2 separate regions of the Mus musculus genome follow, and region 2 is linked to region 1. The links are chromatin contacts, called in public Hi-C maps. All regions are on one chromosome and are shown on one strand. The core of a region is the stretch at or near the end of the contact, and the rest is flanking DNA. Distances in the headings are between cores, read along the strand shown.

The links. Hi-C and Micro-C count contacts between places; a contact is called where the count stands out from the background.
Region 2: a Hi-C map of the HPC-7 cell line shows a contact between it and region 1, with 1.9 times the contacts expected there. The contact joins the promoter of 1700045H11Rik here to the enhancer-like site in region 1. A contact is called at or near these places in 1 of 484 Hi-C or Micro-C datasets (the HPC-7 cell line) and 1 of 115 datasets of contacts at active chromatin or transcription factors (astrocytes).

Annotation. Positions count from the first base shown.
Region 1 is chr4:150,459,936-150,464,668 of GRCm38.p6, reverse strand. The region is part of intron 4 of Rere (arginine glutamic acid dipeptide (RE) repeats); the gene reads right to left. Gm52709 (a long non-coding RNA gene) reads left to right here. Exons shown (of 2, transcript XR_003955312.1): 1 at 1-1,048; 2 at 3,847-4,733. Among named protein-coding and RNA genes, the nearest start is that of Gm52709, 5.1 kb to the left of the region's middle. Within about 2 kb of position 3,073, at least 56 of the 459 cell types and tissues checked have an H3K27ac peak or open chromatin away from gene starts, as enhancers often do. A contact at or near this core is called in the HPC-7 cell line and astrocytes, where this site is marked.
Region 2 is chr4:150,852,679-150,857,248 of GRCm38.p6, reverse strand. It overlaps 1700045H11Rik (RIKEN cDNA 1700045H11 gene), which reads left to right and starts at 2,300. Exons shown (of 4, transcript NR_040649.1): 1 at 2,300-2,423. It overlaps Errfi1 (ERBB receptor feedback inhibitor 1), which reads right to left and starts at 2,179. Exons shown (of 4, transcript NM_133753.2): 1 at 1,978-2,179.

The DNA of each region.
Region 1 (4,733 bases), core at 1,824-4,323:
TGGCATGGTTAATACGCGGTATCTTGAGTGGCTAAAGGATAGACAGCAATGTACTTCAGCTGTGAGTGTCTGTACAGGTACCTTTGGAGGCCAGTGAGTGAGTGACCTTAACAATGGCAGTGTGAACCCATCAGCTTAAGGCCTGTACAAAATAAGTGCAAAGCAAAGGCCAATCCTGGAGCTGAGAGGGTGGTGACCTCAGCTCCACAGCATCTACAGCTTCTGACTCTCAAGTCCCCAGAGCCGCTGAGCTATGCTACTCGCTTCCCCAGGTCTCCAGTGTGCAGGGGGCCCAAGGTAAAACCTCATTACTTCCATAATGGTGGGAGCCATCCCTACCACACCCTGCCCTACCCACTTCTTATTGGTTCTGTCTCTCTGGAAGATACTGACTAATGTACTAAATTAAACACAGGCTTTGAAAAAGTCCAAACTTTGGGCTGTGAGGCTCAATTTTACAGGATAAGCAACTAAAAAGTAATTCCCATATAAATATTATGTTTACTCCAGGAGCTACAGTCATACCAGATAAACATAATCACAAATTTTCTATTTGATCCATAGAATCTCTCCCATTACAGGGAGAGAAAATGTTTTGTTCACAATCAACTTAGTAGGAAGCTGCTTGGTTTCCCTAAGTTTCCACCAAAGCTTGACTATTTTAAGAACTTCTTTTATCAAAACTCAAGCTTTAACAAGTTTAAATTTGCCATCTTATTAATAACTGAGCGGCAGTTGACAGTAATGGTGACACCCAAGTAGAGGAACAAAGAGGGAAGTCACAGGACTCCCTAACACCAGCTACGGGGTGTAAAGCAGAGGTGGAGAGTTGGGGTTCTGCCTGAGAATGGACACACAGGCTCAGACATTGGAAGGTCCGGTTCCCAGTGGGTGGATGGTTTAGGAAGGGTTAGTAGGTGTGGCCTTCTTGGAGGTGTGTCACTGGGGTTGGGTCTAGCCTCTGCCCCCCTCTGATACAGTACACAGCACCCCCTCAGCTACTGTCCAGTGCCGTGCCTGCTATCGCCGTGGACAACCCTCTGAAACTGTGAGTAAATGTTCTCTTACATAAAGTAGTCATGGTGTCTCTTTACAACAATAGAACAGTGAAGACACCTTGACCGCAGGGCATGGAAACACTAGAAGGTATACAAGCTGAGTCTGACATCTCATGATCACAGGGTCACATGATTTTAAAAACTAAAATGACCAACTCACGGCTAAAGATGTATCTCAGAGACTACTCTTAAGTTTGATGGCAAAATATTCTGAAGATTTGTATTGGTCAACACTGTTTTATGTCCTCAAGTTTCTTAATCCCAGGGAATCAGTCTTTCTGATACAGGTTCTCTGGCTGGCCTGGAGCTCACTATGTAGACCAGGCATGCTGGCCTCAAAATCACAGAGATCCACCTCCCTCTGCCTCCTGAATGCTGAAATTAAAAGTGCCACCATACCCAGGCATTGAGTAAAATCTTAAAAATTACTGAGGCCCTCCCCCCAATTTCTTCCTCTCTTCTCCCTCTCTTTCCTCTCCTCCCTCTCCTCTTTTCTTTACTTTCTTCCTTCCTTCTCTCTTTCAATGTGTGTTGGTGTTTTGCCTGCATGTATGTCTGTGTGGGACTATCATATTCTGGAGTTACAGACAGTTCTGAGCTGCCATGTGGGTGCTGGGATTTGAACCCAGGTACTCTGGAAGCCATTGAGTCATCTCTCCGGTCCCCAGGGTTAATTTTTAAATTAACAGAGGCCAAGGGAATCAGATGCCTTTGTAACTGGAATGACAGATAAGTGGGAGCCACCTGCTATGGTGCTGGGAACTGAATTTAGGTCTGGGAGAGCAAGGTGTGCTTAACTACTGAGCAATCTTCCCAGCCCTGGTTTTGTTTAGAGACAGGTTCTCACTATATAACTAACTTTGGCTGTCCTGAAACTCCCTGGCCTCAAACTCACAGGGATCCACTTGGCTCTACCTCCTGATCCTTGAGATTAAAGGTGTGTGCCACCGCGGTCAGCAAGACTATACTTTCAACAAACCAAATTCAGAAAATGAACAGTACTTTTAATTTCACTTTCTTCTGGAGCTGGAACATTTGGCCCCCTGCCACCAGTCACATCGACTTTAAAGGAGCCTGGCAACATTGCCCGGTTCCAAGAGCTGAGCCTCCTGTTCTGCTGCTTTCTGAATTGTGCTTCAGGATAGTAGGCCTGGTTAACATGGGAAAATAACTTTCAGAGCAAACATTTGCATTTAAGACTTGCAGGGTTAGAAGCCACTGCTTTAAGTTAAAGTTTGCCCACATAATAACAGAAATCTAATTACAGCTAACACTCCTAACTGGTCATAAATAATTCAAATAGCTGGTTAAGAAATGAGAAAATCAGTAGAAACACTGAAACATTACATTTCCCATTTTATGTAAATTAGTTTTTCTTGTTTTAGATGTCTTAATTATATTTCTTTTTCCTACTTACTCAAATGAAAACAAAGACTGTAACCTCTAATACCTGTTGGTCTATTTATATAACTTTTCCATCTACACCATTTTTCTAATACAAACATGCCCTGGAAGCTTATCTCACTCCACATGTAGGACAACAAAGGGCCACTGGCTGCTGCAGAGGAGAAATGGAAGCAGGAAATGAGAAGGCTTTGTTAATCCCTGGGTAATCGATTAGTGTATTCACTCAAGTGTAAGCAGAGCTGGGAAAACGTTCAGTTCTTTTCTTTTCTTTTTTTTAAGTGTGGGGGTGGGGATGGCAATGGAGAAATCGAAGTGTCACAAACATTTTAAAATAGGGATTTTTGTCAAAAAACTTCATCATGTTCCAGCACTAATGTCTTAGAATGATTTTTTTCTTTGAAATCACTGTCCTCATTTTTGAAAAACCAGTTTTAATTTTAGGCTATTCTTTAATTATTGAGATATAATTTACATAAACTAAAATTACTTGTAATGCTGAATAAGTTTGAGTCATGCACCGAATTTGTGTTATCAGCCCAGACATAAGATGGGGGCCACTTCCATTACCACAAAGCCACAACTCAGAGCCACCACGGCCATGCTGAGACAGCTGGCCTTCAAGATTACTAGAAAGTGATGCCCTGATCCTCCGCTCTCCCACACACTTCCCATTTATAGGACACACCATTCTATGGAGCTGCTGTGCAGCCATCTCCACCAGGAACAACTTCAGACAAACCAAATTCCAGGTGAAGGTCAAACCAACTGTCAGGTAAAGATGTCTCTAGAAACTTCCAGAGAAGATTACTTACAGAAATAAGTGAAAACAACTGGCAAAAATAAGTGCTAATTCATTTTAAGGCATTCTTTCATCAAACCATACAATCAGTATTTAACGAGCGCCTGCTAGGGACTGAGTGTTCTAGAAAAGGTCAGTGACAGCAGCCGGGGATGGGGACGTCCAGAGAGCCTGTAAAGCTTGCTTTCCACAGGAGCAGCAGGCCCACTCCTGGGCCCTAAGTCAGATAGATAATCACTAAGTGCAGGGGGACCAAAGAAAAAAGTCAGGAGCAATGAAACCTGCCATTTAGTAAGCACAGGACGCCAGGCAAACAACACTTATTTACATTGCTGTTTAATTTCTTTGGCTATTATATTCCTTAAAATTAGTAGTCTTCTCAAAAGTTTCTGAGGCTGGAAGAAAAAGCTAGAAAGACAGCTTTGGCTGCTTCATAGGTGGGGGGGGGAGGGGGATGGAAGTAACCATAACGACCAAGCATTTAAACTGATGCCTCGGCCCTGCAGCCAAGAACGAGATCATAAATGATTTAAATATGAGATTGTTTCCTCTTCATTTCTTTTTTGTAACTCAATTGCATAGGTTTCAAGCAAGAACTCTGTAGATGGCAATATCATAGCCAAATGCCAAGGGCTGGATATACCTGTCACACAAAACTCTCTACCTATAAGAAGACTGAATCAGAACCCCAAATACAGCTGTCTCGCCTTGTTTGCTCAGCTGAGGCTCAGCTTGTTCAAGAAACCTCTCAAAGATTCCATTCATCCTGGAAACTATGACCTAACACAGTCATTGTGGTAAGTATCCCATATGAACATGAAAAGAACGTGCATTTGAGCAGCTGTTAGAAAGAAATATGACACTTGGCTGCACACACCTTTAATCAAAGCACACGGGAGGCAGAAGCAGGGTGATCTCGTGAGTTCGAGGCCAGCCTGGTCTACAAAGGGAGTTCCAGGACAGCCAGGGTCTGTTACACAGAGAAAGCCTGTCTTGAAAAACAAAACAAAACAGAAAGGAAGAAAGAAAAAAAATATGACACTTTGCAAATGACAAGTAGTCAAATGAAGCTACTATTCAATACTCCGCGACTACTCTCCAACAGCCTGTATTGTCACTGATCTGAACGCCCACTGCAGAAGATATGCTGGAATCTTTGCAATTGTCTAAATACCCATCATCAGTAGAATTAGGACAAATTGTATCGTATCCTTATGATACAACAAGGAAAGAAAATCAACATACAACATGGATGAACTTCACAAAGATACACAAGCAAGCACGCAATTCTCCTAGCAGATGCTGTTCCAAGTGAGCAGTGCCAGTCTGCAAAGAACGAAGAGAGACAGGCCCAGGGGACGCAGTGAGTGGTCAAAGGAAAGACAAGACCACACTGGAAAGACAAAGTGAGACGGAGGAGGAGGAGGAGGAGGAGGAGGAGGAGGAAGAGGAGGAAGAGGAGGAAGAGG
Region 2 (4,570 bases), core at 1,051-3,550, 390 kb before region 1:
CCATGTCCTGGCCAAATGTCTGCAAAGGATGCTATCTACGTGCATCTGGATGGTGAGGCACCAGTTCATATTTATGGAGATTAGGAGCAGAGCTGCTTCTCTGGTAGAGGGAGCCAGGGACATTCAAATTCCTAGAATTACCCTGGGCACCACCTTTCCCTCCTCTGCTTGCCTTTCCAAAGCAACCTGATGTAGGTATGCTGACAATCAGGTCAGTTGCAAGCTGGTGTGGTGCACCTGTAATTTAGGGAACTTGCTTTTAAAAGCTACTATTAGTATGAGCTGAAAGGCAGTATTCATCTAGTACAGCTTTGGAGAAGTGGCAATAAAGACTCAGTTTCATAAAACATAAAACACCTAGAGACTACGACATAATTAAGTCATACAAAAGGCTCACCAGTATCTACTATGAACCCAAAGTAGGAAATCCAACTCATTAAAAAACAATAATTCTACCTCTCAAAAATATGAGAAATCCAGACATTTCATAGCAGCTATTAACAAGGAACAACAGATTTTCTTTCCAAACCTTATCAGTTCTTGGACCAATCCTGTTAAGCCTTAAAATGTAAACCATGCTTTCCTGCATGTATTTAATCAACATGAACTATATTCAAGGCTGTGTAAAATAAGAGCTGTTCAGGGCATTTTCCAGCCCTTAAGGAGTTTACCATCTGATTTATTTGCCAAGATACAGATTTACAGTTTGAGATTTTTACCACTGATCAGCAAATGTCCACCAGTGCACAGGAGAGGGAGTGAAGGCCATGACAGAGTGCCCAGCCTTTTTAAACATCTTCATGTATTTCCTCTCAAACCTGATAATATCCGCCAGAGTTGACAGGTTAGTACGAAACCAGCTTATTCCTTACAAAATTTGCTCTTTTACTGATAAAGGTATTTAGATTATCTTTGGTCTCTATTTTGGTAAAATCTCTCTTAAAATCTCCATGTTTCAAGAAAAAAAAAAATTTAAAGGCAAGAGCCACCACAGTGAACTCAAAAATGTCCCAGTCTTAATAGATGCATATTCACTATACCTGTATAGACTTAAGGAAGTGTAAAACTGTAGAACTTTTCTTTTTTCTTTTTTTTTCCAGGATGAAAAAAAAAAAAAAGGCAATTTATACCTCACCTTTCTTCACCCCTGACAGTTGCCTGGAAACCAGTCCTGCCCTACCTGTGCTACAGGTGTACCTCCCGTCACATCTCTTTTAAAGCTACAGTCTCTATTCTTACTACACTTAAGTTTATGACTAACAATCTATTCACATTTTTATCAGGTAGGAGACTGGTTTCTTTCAAGCAATGATGAAATCCTAATAAAGACTGAGGAAGCACCCATCCAGCACCACCAATCACGATTAATTTGAACAAAGATAGGATATACGTATAAAAACAGGATACTGCCAAGGAGCCTTGGCGTTTGAACAGTTCTGTCTGCATTTTCACTCCTTTAATATATAAGTCATTTAAGGCAAAGAATCATGTTTCTGGAGAGGAAAAGGCCACGGAACAACTCGGATGAATTAAAACAAATATTTTTTTTTAAAGGGGAATGACCTTCGTCGCCGAGTCTCACCGAGACTCAAGACTGGTACCAACCAGGGACTAGCAATCTCCGAGCCCACCCGCGACAGCTTCTCGCAGAAGCTTTCCGGGCCGGACCGACGGGTGCGCGGGGTGAGAGGGAAGATGGAGGGGGCCGCAGCAGTTCCACCGCATCCCTGGGCCGCAGCTGCACCGGGAAGACCGTGGAGCCGCCGCTCCGGAGCCCCAGGCTGTGGAGACGTGTCGTGTGCGCGCCGGTGCATGGCCCCGGCGAGAAGCCGAGGGCGCCCGCGGCCCGCCGCTCCTCACGCACCCCGGCCCATCCCGGGAAGCGGAGTGCCGGAGGCTCCGGCTCCAGCCCACCGCCCGTCCGCCCGCCCTCCGCGCCCCGGCCCCACGTCTCCCGACGCCCGCCAGGCCCCTTACCCCAAGGGAGCGGGACCCCGCGGCGCCCTCCCGCGCATGTCCGTCCCGGCTGGCTCAGCGCCGCGGGCTTAGGGGCCCGAGCATCGCGCAGGCGCCTCGCCGCTCTCTTGCCCTCGCTCTTTCTCTCTGCTCGCTCGCAGGCTATGCTCGCGCTCGCTCGCTCGCACAGCTCACGCTCCGCGCCTCGCACTCGGCCGCCGACGCCGGCGCAGCCGACGCCCGTATTTATACGGTGAGCGACAACGTGACGTCAACGCCCGCAGCCCCGCCTCCTTCACGCAGCCAATCCGGGCGGGCGGACGCTTAAAGGGGCGATGCCGCTACCGAAGAGTTTGCGTGGGGCCCGCCGGGCGGCGCTAGCAGCCTCGTCTCCTGAGGGGACGTTTCTATTTGGGCCGCCTCTGTGCGAGCTGCCTAGCCTAAGGACACCGAGTTTTCCTTAGAAGGTTGTGAGCGGCCCTGTTTCCATCCCCGGGGAGGGAAGTGACGCTGAGATGCACTTGGATCCAAGAAACTCAGGGAGCGGGAGAAAATGGGGATTGGAGAGGAGAGGGGCACCCCGAGGTGTATATATGTGTGTGTGTGTGTATGTATGTATGTATGTATGTATGTATGTATGTATGTATGTATGTATGTATGTATATCGAGGGATGGTCGAGGGATGGCGAGGAGAGTGATGAAGAACGGAGGGGGACGGTGAGGAACAACGAGGGACTGCTGTGATGATGCGAGAGAGATGAAGGGCGCTACAACCAGGGATGGATGACCATGAAGAAAGTGGTCTCTGGGAAAGAGGGCAGCGGACTGAGGGGCAGTAAGGGACAAAATGCGTCTGAAGACAGGAAGGGGCAGGGAGTGTCTGGCTAAGGACAATAAGGGATGGAGGGGCAGTGAGGAGCAGTGTGAGGCACTGCGGGACTTATAGAGAACCTCACTAATTGATCTAGGTAGTTAAGGGACGGTGTGGGAAAGGAAGGGACAGAATGGAAAGGTGAGGGGCAGCGCAGAAAGGTGAAGGACAAAGGGGACTGGGCAGTGGGCCATGCTGTGTGGGCAGGATCAGGGAGGCCTCACTCCAGGCTCCTCTGTACTTGGCTTGGCCTCCAGCAAGGCTAGGCTGATCCCGGGCACCTCCCCCAAACCTGCCCCCAGCCCTCTTGGCTTACCTGTCAAAGTGCTGTTCTCCATGTCTTTTGGCCCCAGGGTGGCCGCTGATGCCCAAGGACAAAACGCCATCAAGTCTACAGGGAGGAGGGTTCGTGGGGCAGAAATCCGGTGATGCAACTTAGGTTTATAGTTTAACCGTAAAATAAATAATACAATGATAAACCAGAGTAGTTCAAGAAAAAAGGCAAACAGACAGAAGCCCTCCAGTTTGGACTAGTACAAATTCCTCTTAATGGCACTCCACAGAGTAGAGAGCGCAGACCTATGGCTGACCTCTGTGGTCCGCACACAGAGCCCTTCCTGCACTGCAGCAAGAATGCCTGATAGTTATAGGCTTAGCACCACCTAATTGAGCCAGTTTAACATATGGAATGAGGTGCTGGCCTCATTATCTGGTTAACTATTAACTTTGTGCCCCACGAACCAAGTTGCTTCTTCCAGTATTGACTTGATTTTTTTTTTTAATTGAACTCAAAGGCCTTAACTTTAAACTCAAGGCCTGATGCACTGGATTTTTAAAAAGAAAAGAAAACTCTAAAGTCTTGCTTTGCCCACTCTCAGCGGCAGGCTACCAGGATGTTAGAAGGTTCCTCCCCTCTTTCTGATGGTCCCTACTGGCCTGTAGGGGCTGCTGGGTTGCTTCCACACCCACGCTCCTAGCAATTCAATTCTCCCATCTTTTCTTATGGCCATTCTCTTAGTAGTATTTTAATCTTATGGAAATTGGTCATTGCCACATTGTCTATTTATTATTTACTATTTATTAACATTTATTATTTACTTGTTTAAGTTTTGGTGGGTTTTAAGACAGTTTTACTCTGTAGCCCAAGCGGGCCTACAACTCACTCTACACAGCTCAGGTTAACCTCAAGCTTGGTCATCCTTTGGGCTCCAGTGTATTGAGATTTACAGGCATGAAGTCAACACGGCCAGCTTGACTCGGTTTTGTTGAAAGTCACAGAAAATCCTCTTGCCCCCCACCTTTGCTATTCCTGTTTTATCTGTATGCTATGTAAATAGCCTCCCTGTCCCTCCTTGTGTGTGTGTGTGTGTCCTCCCCTCCGTGTGTGTGTCTATGTGTCCTCCCTCCGTGTGTGTGTGTGTGTGCATGTATGTATGTGCATGTGTGTCCTTCCCTCCATGTATGTAATGTGTATGTGCCTATTTGTATGTGCATATATGTGTGTGTATGTGCATGTATGTATATGTGTATATGCTTGTTTGTATGTGTGTGTGTGTGTGTGTGTGTGTGTAAGATCTCCCTCAGAACAAGCCCTCACAGTAGAGCATTTACTATATGGGAATTCAGTGAGGTCCAGTTTCATCGGAGAAGAGCCCTAGTTACTCTGATTTCCAGTTGCCACAATGCAGTTGTAATGTGTGCTCTAGCCTTATTAGCATGCTTTTATATTCCCCTATTCACAAA